Regions from separate parts of the Mus musculus genome. Here region 1 is linked to region 2. Evidence: chromatin contacts called from public HiChIP or PLAC-seq data. All regions are on one chromosome and are shown on one strand. The core of a region is the stretch at or near the end of the contact, and the rest is flanking DNA. Distances in the headings are between cores, read along the strand shown.

Evidence for each region. HiChIP or PLAC-seq counts read pairs in DNA pulled down with a chosen protein or histone mark.
Region 1: an HNF4G HiChIP or PLAC-seq map of pancreatic cancer cells shows a contact between it and region 2. The contact joins two enhancer-like sites. A contact is called at or near these places in 3 of 39 promoter capture datasets (embryonic stem cells, hippocampal neurons and liver), 1 of 15 datasets of contacts at CTCF or cohesin (embryonic stem cells), 26 of 484 Hi-C or Micro-C datasets (the AML12 cell line, the Ba/F3 cell line, CD4 T cells and 11 more) and 4 of 115 datasets of contacts at active chromatin or transcription factors (bone marrow-derived dendritic cells, embryonic stem cells, pancreatic cancer cells and 1 more).

The regions. Positions count from the first base shown.
Region 1 is chr7:79,484,212-79,489,223 of GRCm38.p6, forward strand. No RefSeq gene overlaps it. Among named protein-coding and RNA genes, the nearest start is that of Mir9-3hg, 13 kb to the right of the region's middle. Within about 2 kb of position 2,495, at least 17 of the 459 cell types and tissues checked have an H3K27ac peak or open chromatin away from gene starts, as enhancers often do. A contact at or near this core is called in pancreatic cancer cells and trophoblast stem cells, where this site is marked.
Region 2 is chr7:79,251,873-79,256,746 of GRCm38.p6, forward strand. No RefSeq gene overlaps it. Among named protein-coding and RNA genes, the nearest start is that of Gm39040, 6.7 kb to the left of the region's middle. Within about 2 kb of position 2,534, at least 45 of the 459 cell types and tissues checked have an H3K27ac peak or open chromatin away from gene starts, as enhancers often do. A contact at or near this core is called in pancreatic cancer cells and trophoblast stem cells, where this site is marked.

The DNA of each region.
Region 1 (5,012 bases), core at 1,245-3,744, 230 kb after region 2:
GCTAACCTGACTCTCCTGAACTGGATTGCTGGTGTATCCATGAAGTGTTTACAAGCAGATCGAGCTGCCGTTGCTAACCTGTGAACTAAACTGCCGATTTCCGGACAACACAGGTTGGAGTTGCTCCAAAGAACCTTCCTAAATAGACCCACTTCCCCCATATCCTTTCTTTTCCACTATCTCTGGTGGATGGTGGGCTACAAGGGGGGGGGTGATAAAGCATTCAAGAACCATCATTAAAAGTAGGTTTTGAAAAAAATTAAAGTTATAGCAATGTTAGAATGGGTGCTCTGTGTAAAATGCAATCCTCTGCAATGGGAAGAGCTAGAAGACATGCCCGTCACTAATCCTATGAGACACAACATGGTGAGAGGTCACCAGCACATTTGAGGAGCTTTGCTGTCACCCTTTTCTTACGCTAGATCATGATGAGCAGACCATAATAAACAAAGTGGGTTTTTTTTAAGATTTATTTATTTATGTGAGTACACTGTAGCTGTACAGATGGTTGTGAGCCTTCATGTGGTTGTTGGGAGTTGAATTTTTAGAACCTCTGCTCGATCCGGTCGGCCCTGCTCACTCCGTTCAACTCAGCTCGCTCAGTCCCTGCTTGCTCCGGCCCAAAGATTTATTTATTATTATGCATAAGTACACTGTAGCTGACTTCAGATGCACCAGAAGAGGGTGCCAGATCTTATTACGGGTGGTTGTAAGCCACCATGTGGTTTCTGGGATTTGAACTCGGGACCTTTGGAAGAGCAGTCAGTGCTCTTGCCCAGCCTGACAAAGTGGTTTTTATGATGATATGACTCATATGGACCTTTGGTACTGGCTAATCAATCATGGTGTTTTGAGACATGAAATAGACAAGAAGCCTCCAAAAATTCTCAAATGAAAGAAAGACTACATTGAATCGTGGCAAAAGGGATTCTTGGCCTGTGAACCGATTTCTAGACTTGAGACATTTTGCATAGCCAGAGCCCCTTGAATGAAGGAGTAGCCAGGTTCCTCTGAGAAAGGACCTTAATAAAATACCTAAAAGTTTTACTGTCAGACTTCCTCCAGTTCTTCCCCAGAGGGACCTAGGGCCCTTTACAAGGCTAACGGTAGACTGTCAGTGACATTACAGAGAAATGTGTGTTTGGTGAGTTTTGTTCAGGTGAGAGTTACAGAACTGCTGCTAGCTGTGAGTGCCTGGGATACTGTGGGAACAAAGATTCCTTGAAACAGAAACCCCAAACCAAAGTCATGTATTGATTGGTTGTTTAAACTATAGCATGAGGCTGGGGAGATAGTGAGGGGCTGGAGGGATGGCTCAGTGGTTAGGAGCACTTGTGGCTCTTGCAGAGGACCTGGCTTCAATTCCCAGCACCCACATGGTAACGCAAAACCATCTGTGCCCTCTTCTGACCTTCAGGGTCACCAAACATTCACATGGCACAGATGCATGCAAACACACACACACACACACACACACACACACACACACACACACACACACTAAAATAAATCTAAAAAAATATTTGTAAAAAGTCAAGTTGTGGTAGTATGTATTTGAAGTGGTAGCTCTGGGGGGACAGACAAACGTATCTTCTAGCTGAACAGTGGTGACACACACCTCTAATCCCAGCACTCTGGAGGCAGAGGCAGGCATATCTCTGTGAGTTTGAGGTCAGCCTGGTCTACATAGACAGCCAGGGCTACACAGAGAAACCATGGCCAGCCAGACTAGCCTACATGTTCAGTGAAAAGACTCTGTCTTAGAGAGAGACAGAGACAGAGACAGAGACAGAGACAGAGACAGAGACAGAGAAACAGAGAGAGAAGAAAATGGACCACTACCTGAGTGACCCGACGAACAACACTTGAGCATCTAGCCTCTACATATCCCTCGCCCGCCCACTCTTGACTTGAACCTAATCCTGCATTTACCCATGGGACCTATGGTTCATGGTGACTTTATAGCAAAAAACTACAGCAGGTAACAAAAGCTGATCACTGCAAGGGTGGCTCATAAGAGTCCGTAGAATGAACCACGTAAGCAGTAGATATTGAGTGTAGGTAGATGGGTCCCATATTTGGGAAGGTAATAAAAAGATGTGGTGGGGGTGGAGGTGGGGGTGGGGGAGTCCTCTATGTGCTCTTCCACATGTTGGAGAGTGGAGACAGAGAGGCTGGCCCTCTCCACCGTCCATCTCCAACATTAATAAAGGAGAGAAGGGAAACCTTCCATAAGCCCCCCCTCCCCGCAAGATCCTATCTGCTATCTGCTAGGCTTGTGGGTTGTGGTGAGAAGGCTTTTGAGAACACTTTGTTGCTGTTTGTAACTCTCCGCAGTGTTCCCATACACTGCATCCCCATCTGCACTGGGCAGGGACTGCTTTTCACTGAGGACTCGGGCCCTTTTCTCAGCGATGTTTGCAACTGCCTGGACATCCAGCAGCTTCCTCTCTGCGTCTTGCAGTCCATTGTCTCCCTTGCACTCCTATGTGGGGGTATGTGTGTTCTCTGGAGGCGATGACTCACTCCTGTGCAGAGCTGGCAGCTACCTCTGTGGTGCAGAAGGGTAGCAGCGCCGAATCTTGATTTAGCTGAGACAGAACACCCACAGGGCCACCCTCACAGGCTGCTGGGAACACGACTCAGATTTGTCCCCAGTCCTTCCTGATGGGGAACTGTTGGGCTGCGGAGCACAGGCGTCTCCTCTTGGCTCTGACTGGCCTCAGAGAGAGAGAATGGAACCTACCTTCTTTAGCCAGGCTGACGCAGGGTCAGTGTCACCCCAGAACAGCCTGGGCTTTCCAGATCCATGAAGGATTTAATAGCCACAAGGGGTTGGTGGCAGATTCTCAACTGTGCTCTGTAAATTGAAATATAAATTCTAGTTTGCTTGTCCAAAAGACACACGGTCCAGGTGTTTCCAAGCTGTAAGCCTAGGCTGGGCAGATTTTGGAGTAGGTCTCACTTATATCCCAGCCGAATGTCCCTTGTCACTTGCAGTTTCTCCTGGCTTCCGGCTCATGGTCCATCTTCTCTCTTGACTGCCTCTTCCTCCCTCCATCTCCTTTCTTCCATTTTTCCTCTTCCCTGCAACTCCCAGCTTGGTAAGTAAAAACCTGCCTACTTCCATCTACTGCCCAATCATAAGCTTTAACCTTTTATTGACTAATTAACTTGGGGCACAAAGTTTGCACAACAAAAGCTGGTGTAGACAGAATTCAGTCTTCTTGGGGCAAACATCTTGGGATACAGTATTTGAATTAGCATTTGAATATGTAGCCACACCAGACCAACCCCAGGTCCTGAGTGCGTCGGGACTGGACTTGAGAGAGGGTCCTAAGAAAGACATGTTGGGGACCAGCAGAAAGTGCCAATGACCCGGTGACTCAGTAGAAGCTAAGCCCTGTGGACCTAGACTATGCTTGTGTAAACAGAGGCCCACACACCACACATTGTGATACTTCCATACCCTAAGTCCACACTGGCCCTGCAGAATAGAGTTCACCAGCCAGTGTAGGAAACAAGGCTTGGATGCACCTCCGTTCTTACAGGCCAAATCCCGCCCCCCTCCAAGTCTTAGGTTGAAGTCTAGTGCCCCTAGTTCCTCACTCGGGCTGCAGCTGCGACTATTTGGAGATAGGTGTTTGTTTGTTTGGAACTGAAGCTCATCAGCAGCCCAGGCTGGCTTGGAGGTTACGATCCATCTCGACCTCCTAAGCAAGGGAACTGTAGAGGTGTGCTGCTGCCATCCCTGCCTTGGAGATATTGTTTATGGCACTAACTGCAGGACTGGAGAGATGATTCAGTGGCTAAGAGCACTTGTTGCTCTTCCAGAGGACCCATGTTTAATTCCCAGTGTAAAACCCAGCCAATCCTGTCGTTTTTTTTTTTGTTTTTTTTTTTTTGAAGAAACTCCATTTTGTGCGAGACCAGGGGTTAAATGCCAATTCCGGGAAGAAAATCACACCAGAGCAAACATCCTATGACACCACTACCACCCCTCTTTAGCAACAGCCAAGCTACAACAGCAAGACCCAGGTACATAGAGATAACCTAAGGTGTCCGGCAGAGAGTGGATAACCTGGCCATCCTGTTTGTCAGGTGGTCCTGCCCTCATGTTCAGTTCCTGCAGATTACACCAGAAATGCAGTTTTTAAAATATATTAATCATATGGAAATTTCCAAAGTTTGCTGAAACCACAATAAAAACCCTGAACCCCTAGACTTTGGGCTCTCGCTCTGACCCACTATGATGATGAGAGTCTAAGACACCTTGCTCAAGAGCTCATAATAAAGAAGACCCTGATGTATTTATAGTGGAGTTGGCTCCTTTGGTGATCTTTGGGTACTTGAAACTTGGGCATAACACCAGCACCCCCATGACAGTTTACAACTTTGTAACTCCAGTTCTAGGGGATCCTATACCCTTTTCTGGTCTCTGCCTGCAGGCATACATATGATTCATAGACATATATGTAGGCAAAATACCCATACACATATAAAATACAAACATTTTTTTTAAGGGCCAGAGACATGGTTTGGCAGGTAAGAGCACTTACTGCTTTTATAAGGGACTCAGGTTCAGTTCCCAGGACCCATATGGCAGCTGACAACTTCCTGTAACGCCAGTCTCATGGTGATAAGTTATTTCTCTGCTAGTAAAATGAGCCAATTTAGGCCAGATCAAAGTATTCATAGGCAGGCTATTGCCATGAGGAGGGAGGAAGAGGGGATGGGAAAGAGAAACAGAGAAAGAGCACACATGCAGAGAGAGGGAAAGGAGAGAGAGATCCAAATGTCTGGGTTATATGGGCGGAGCCTCTGCGGGAGGGCGGCTCAGTTCCTGGGCTGGACAGGTCAGTGTTAGGGACTGAGGGATGCTGGGAGAACCTGGAGGCCAGGTCTGCTTTGATATGTAAAATTTGCTCCTCAGTCCCTTGTCCTGGGATCTGAAACCAAACATAGGGCATCAGACACCGTCTGTTTTCTGTAGGTACCAGGCTACACGGTGC
Region 2 (4,874 bases), core at 1,284-3,783:
GACTTCAAACTCATGGCCAATGCCCTACCTCAGCCTCACAAGTGCCAGATTACACTATGCCTTGCTCAGACTTTTTCTTACATATAATCCCTCCAGCTCTCTCCCTGTGCCCTCCACCACACAGGCAGGCACATACACACACACACACACACACAGATACAGTTTGGGGTCTGCTTTGTTTGGTGGCCGTGGCTGGGAACCAAACACAGAAAACATACATGTTGCTGTGGCTATCTTTGAGTGGCAGTGAGCACCCGTGCTATCCTGCAGCATCCATCTCTTCAGGCATCTCTGGCTGAGACTCCACATCCATCAAATGCTGGCTCCCTCTTCGCTCCCAGTCCCTACAGACATTATTCGACTTTGTGTCTCCATGAGTCAGACTGCTCTAAGTGGGCTCAAGCAGTGTGTGCCCCTTGCCATTGGCCCGTTTCACTTGGCAGAAGGAAAAGTCACTTAGCAGAGTCAAATGTCCTTCCTTTTAAGTGTGCAATAGTGCTCCATCAGAGGCAGATACCTCAGCTTATTAATTCACTCAGCCACTGAAGTACACTCAGTGCAAGTAGGTTTCTTGCCTTTTTTTTTTCTATCTTGAAGTCATCAATTCATATCAAAATAAAAGTACATTTTTAAAAAGGTTTTATATTAGCGCGTGTTGATTATATATAATGGGTTTCATTGCGGCATTTCCTACATTCATATAAGACATAACATCATAATGTAGTTTGATAATATTCTCGCCCATTACTCCCTCCTGTTCCTCTCACATGGGCCCTTTTTCTTCAAGGCTATTTCCTCTCCTACTTTCATGGCTCTTTCCTCTCCTTCCTTCCTTTTCTTCCTTCCCTCCTTCCTTCCTTGCCTCCTTCCTCCCTTCTTTTCCTTTCCTTTTTTGAACAATGAATCTCATTAGGCTTGTCTTCTGAGACACACCTAAAAGCATTATTTATGAGATCACAGCACCTTACCATGGCTACACCACCAAGTAAAATGGATACCTTATATCTTAGGGATTTTAATGTTTCTTGTTTAAGATTCATTTATTTCTATGTATGTGAGTACACTGTAGCTTATCTTCAAACTGTCGCTGTCTTCAGACACTCCAAAAGAGGGCATGGGATCCCACTGCAGATGGTTGTGAGCCACCATATGGTTGCTGGGAATTGAACTCAGGACCTCTAGGAAGAGCAATCAGTGCTCTTAACCATCTCTCCAGCCTTTATTTAGGGGTTTTAAAATTGGTGTTGAGACCAAGTTTCACTATGAAGCCTGGCCTGAGACTCACAATCCTCCTGCAGAATTGCAGGCCTGTGCCACCATGCCCCATCAGTGCCTCTTAGAACTCTGAGAAGCATAGAGTCTATGTTAATTAACTAGAGTGCTCATAAGAAACACTTGGTTCTTTACACATTTTTATTGAATAAACTCGTCAGTGATGCAGCCTTCATGAATCCATGCTGAGGAGTGAGCCACACATGAGAAGGTGGAGTGTAGGTTTGGGGGTCAATAACATAAAAAGCCATGTTTGTGCATCTTCAGATCATGGGAGCCTTCTGCTGCTTCCATCTTCTCCCATAAGGACCACTATCCTGAACTTGTGTTAGCATACTTTTCTCTATGATTTTATCATATGAGAATATCCCCTGTTCCATCTCGAATTCCATCTGGAAGGAATCTGTAGGAGAGGCAGAGGGCACTCCAGGATCCCAGTCTGCCTTGTTCCACCCTAGGCTCCTACCGCGACGCTCTTCTCATCGTAGGCCCATGGTCCATAGACTGGAACCTCCAAACCGTGAGCCAAAATAAACCCTTCCTATTTATAATTTTATTGTTTCAGACATTTCATTACAGTGCAGGAAGACTATAACCACACCCCTCGCTCCCCTTCTGTGGTTGTCAGCAAGCCTTGGCATTGTTGGGTTTGTAGATACCTCACCCTGCTCTACATGATCACTTGGCATCTCCCCTTGTCTCAGTTTCTACATCAGTGTCGACATTCAAATCTTCTTTTCTTCTTTTATTTTTTTAAAAGGATCATTTATTATATTTTATGCATGTGAGTACACTGTCTTCACCAAAAGAGGGCATGGGATCCCGTTACAGATGATTGTGAGCTACCATGTGGTTGCTGGGAATTGAACTCAGGACCTCTAGGAAGAGCAGTCAGTGTTCTTAGCCACTGAGCCATGTCTCCAGCCCCTCATCTTCTTTTAAAGACATTCATCTTTCACTGAAGGCCTGTGATCCCAAGCCAGCAAGACTATAGCTTAATTTATCATCGATTGCAATGGTTCTATCCCAAAATGATCAAGATACAATCTTTTTAAAATGGGATACAATTCAACCACAGGCATCTTTATCTCCAAGCCCTCCTCCTGCCCTGTCTCCTGGAGGCAATCAAGAGGATAGCTCCCTGCTCACAAACAAATGGCAGGTACTAGAGGCTTTTCCCAAGCCAAAGAGAGAGCAAAAGCACAAAGGCACATTGCACTGCACATGAGCCTTGGCAGGGAATGGAGCCCTGTGGGATGGAGCCAAGGAGCTGTGGGCTACCAGGGTGGCTGAGGCAGCCTGTGCTGAGACAGTTTGCTCTGGTGTCCTCAGTTGAGCCCTGAGCACACTGATATGATAGCACAACTATATTAGTCATCGCTCTCCTCCAGACACCATACTATCTGAGAAACATGAGTATGTTCTGATGTCACTGTGTTTACAGCAATTAGGGTTGGAATAAACAAAGAAGCAAAAAGGTTAGAAGCTCGTGACTTTCCACTCTAACACCAGAGGGTGGAGTTTAGAGGGTGGAGGGCGGAGGGTGGAGGGTGGAGGATGGTATCTGCACAGGGCCCTACAGCAGCTGAGCCTAACACTCCCCCTAAAAGCCCCATCATTTACTGTCCAAGCTCTTCTGTTTGACCTCTGGAAGGTGGCACATCATAGAATAGAGGGATCTCAGGGTCTGTCTCTTCATAAATACTCAGCAATTGTGTGACAAATGAAAGAATTCTTCAGCAAATGGATAAACACGTAAATGAAAGAAACTCCCATGGGATTCTTCACCCACAAATTCTGTGTGTGTGTGTGTGTGTGTGTGTGTGTGTGTGCGTGTGCACGCACATGTACAGATATGCATACATGCGTGAGTGCTTGCATGTACAGAAGCGATCCATGACTTCAGATGGTCATATTTGTCTTTCTTAGAGAGGGTCTCATTATATATCTTAGGCTGTCCTGGAGCTAACGATCCTCCTGCCTCCACCTCCCAAGAGCTGGGATCATGTAGCAACCAACCCACTCTCCTGGGGAGTCTCCCTTGGACTAACTGGAGAGCCTGAATCTTTGTGGTGGGCTTCTTTCGGAGTACCACGTGCACGTTTGGCTTCTCATGTTCTACACTGACCGTGGTTTGTCAGAACATGGATGGACTCACCTGTGCGGGTCTAATGGGCACAGGTCAAACTCTCTTGATAACAAACTACATAAAACTTAGGTCCCATGAAATCCATTTGATCTGCTGAAGGGCTCAGGTCAGAAAGTCAAACAAGAACTAGAAAGGGTGGTTAACTTTTGCCCCAAGCCAAGACTGACTCAGCAGCGGGGGCTACAGTCATCTGCAGGCATCTTCACCCACATGTCTGCTGGCTTGGCTGAAGCCCCAGCTGGGCTGTCAGCCCAAACACCTACTCCTAGTCTCCGCATGTGGCCTCTCCACACGGGCTAGTTTGGGTTCCTTCAAACCAGCTGGTAGCTAGGATCCAAGAAAAGTTTCCCACAAACGTAAGCGCAAGCACCCAGAATTGTTATGATTGTGCCTGGGAAATCCCAGGGCAGCACACTACACCATACTGTACGTCTCAGGGCAGCCACACAGATCGCCAGGTTCAGGGTCCTGGGGACTCGGCAAGAGTCCAGGACATGAAGACACATGTGTGTTCCTCCCACCACTGGAGAGATGGCCCAGTGGTTAAGAGCATCTGCTACTCTTTTAGAGGATCTGTATTCAGTTGCCAGTATGAACATCAAGTAGCGCACGGCTGCCTTTACCTCCAGTTCTAGGGGATCCGACGCCCTCATGTGGTCACTACGGGCACTACATGTGTGTGATGCGCATAACAGATTGCAGGCACACACATATACACAGGAAATTAAAATAAAACTTTTTTAATTGTGTCACTCACACAAAAACGGTATATATAACTCACGCAGAGTAAAACTCCCCGGTTGTGCCTCCCTGATGCAAACACTTTCTCCTGAGTTATTCAAGTGTTTGCTTTATTTATAGTTGTGTCAACCAACATTTGTTCTGAAATAATAGAGTCTGGACTGTTTATCGACTTCATAAAAATGGCATCAAACAGAAAGAGGAGGAGGGGGCATCAAACAAAGCTATCATGGTGATATCCATCTGTAATTCTGGTCCTTGATAAGTTGAAGCAGAAAGATGGTGATTTTGAGCTTAGCCTAGAATTTTGTGACCTCTTTCATTTACTCTCATACCAGGCAGGGAAGGCTTGGTTATTCCTCGATAACAAACATCCCTGAGATCTTGGTGGCTCACCACTCCAGTTCTCTTCCACTCACAAAGCAAGCTTGTTGTGAGTCAGCTGTAACTTGGCTTTGGAATCCAGGCTCAGGAACAGTTGTGACTGGAAATACTGCTAGTCTCCAGATGGAAGGAAAAGATGGTAGGTCACATGCTGGGTCTTCAAACTCCCGTTCGGAAGTGACATGGGTCGGTTCCATTCATGTTCTGGTAGTTAAGCAAGTCACATGACTAAATATAAGGTCAGTGGAGTTGCAAATGTAATCCTCCAGAAAAGGGATACCCCAAAAAGGGTGACCCTAGAGCAGTGAGGAGTGTCTGAGATAATTCA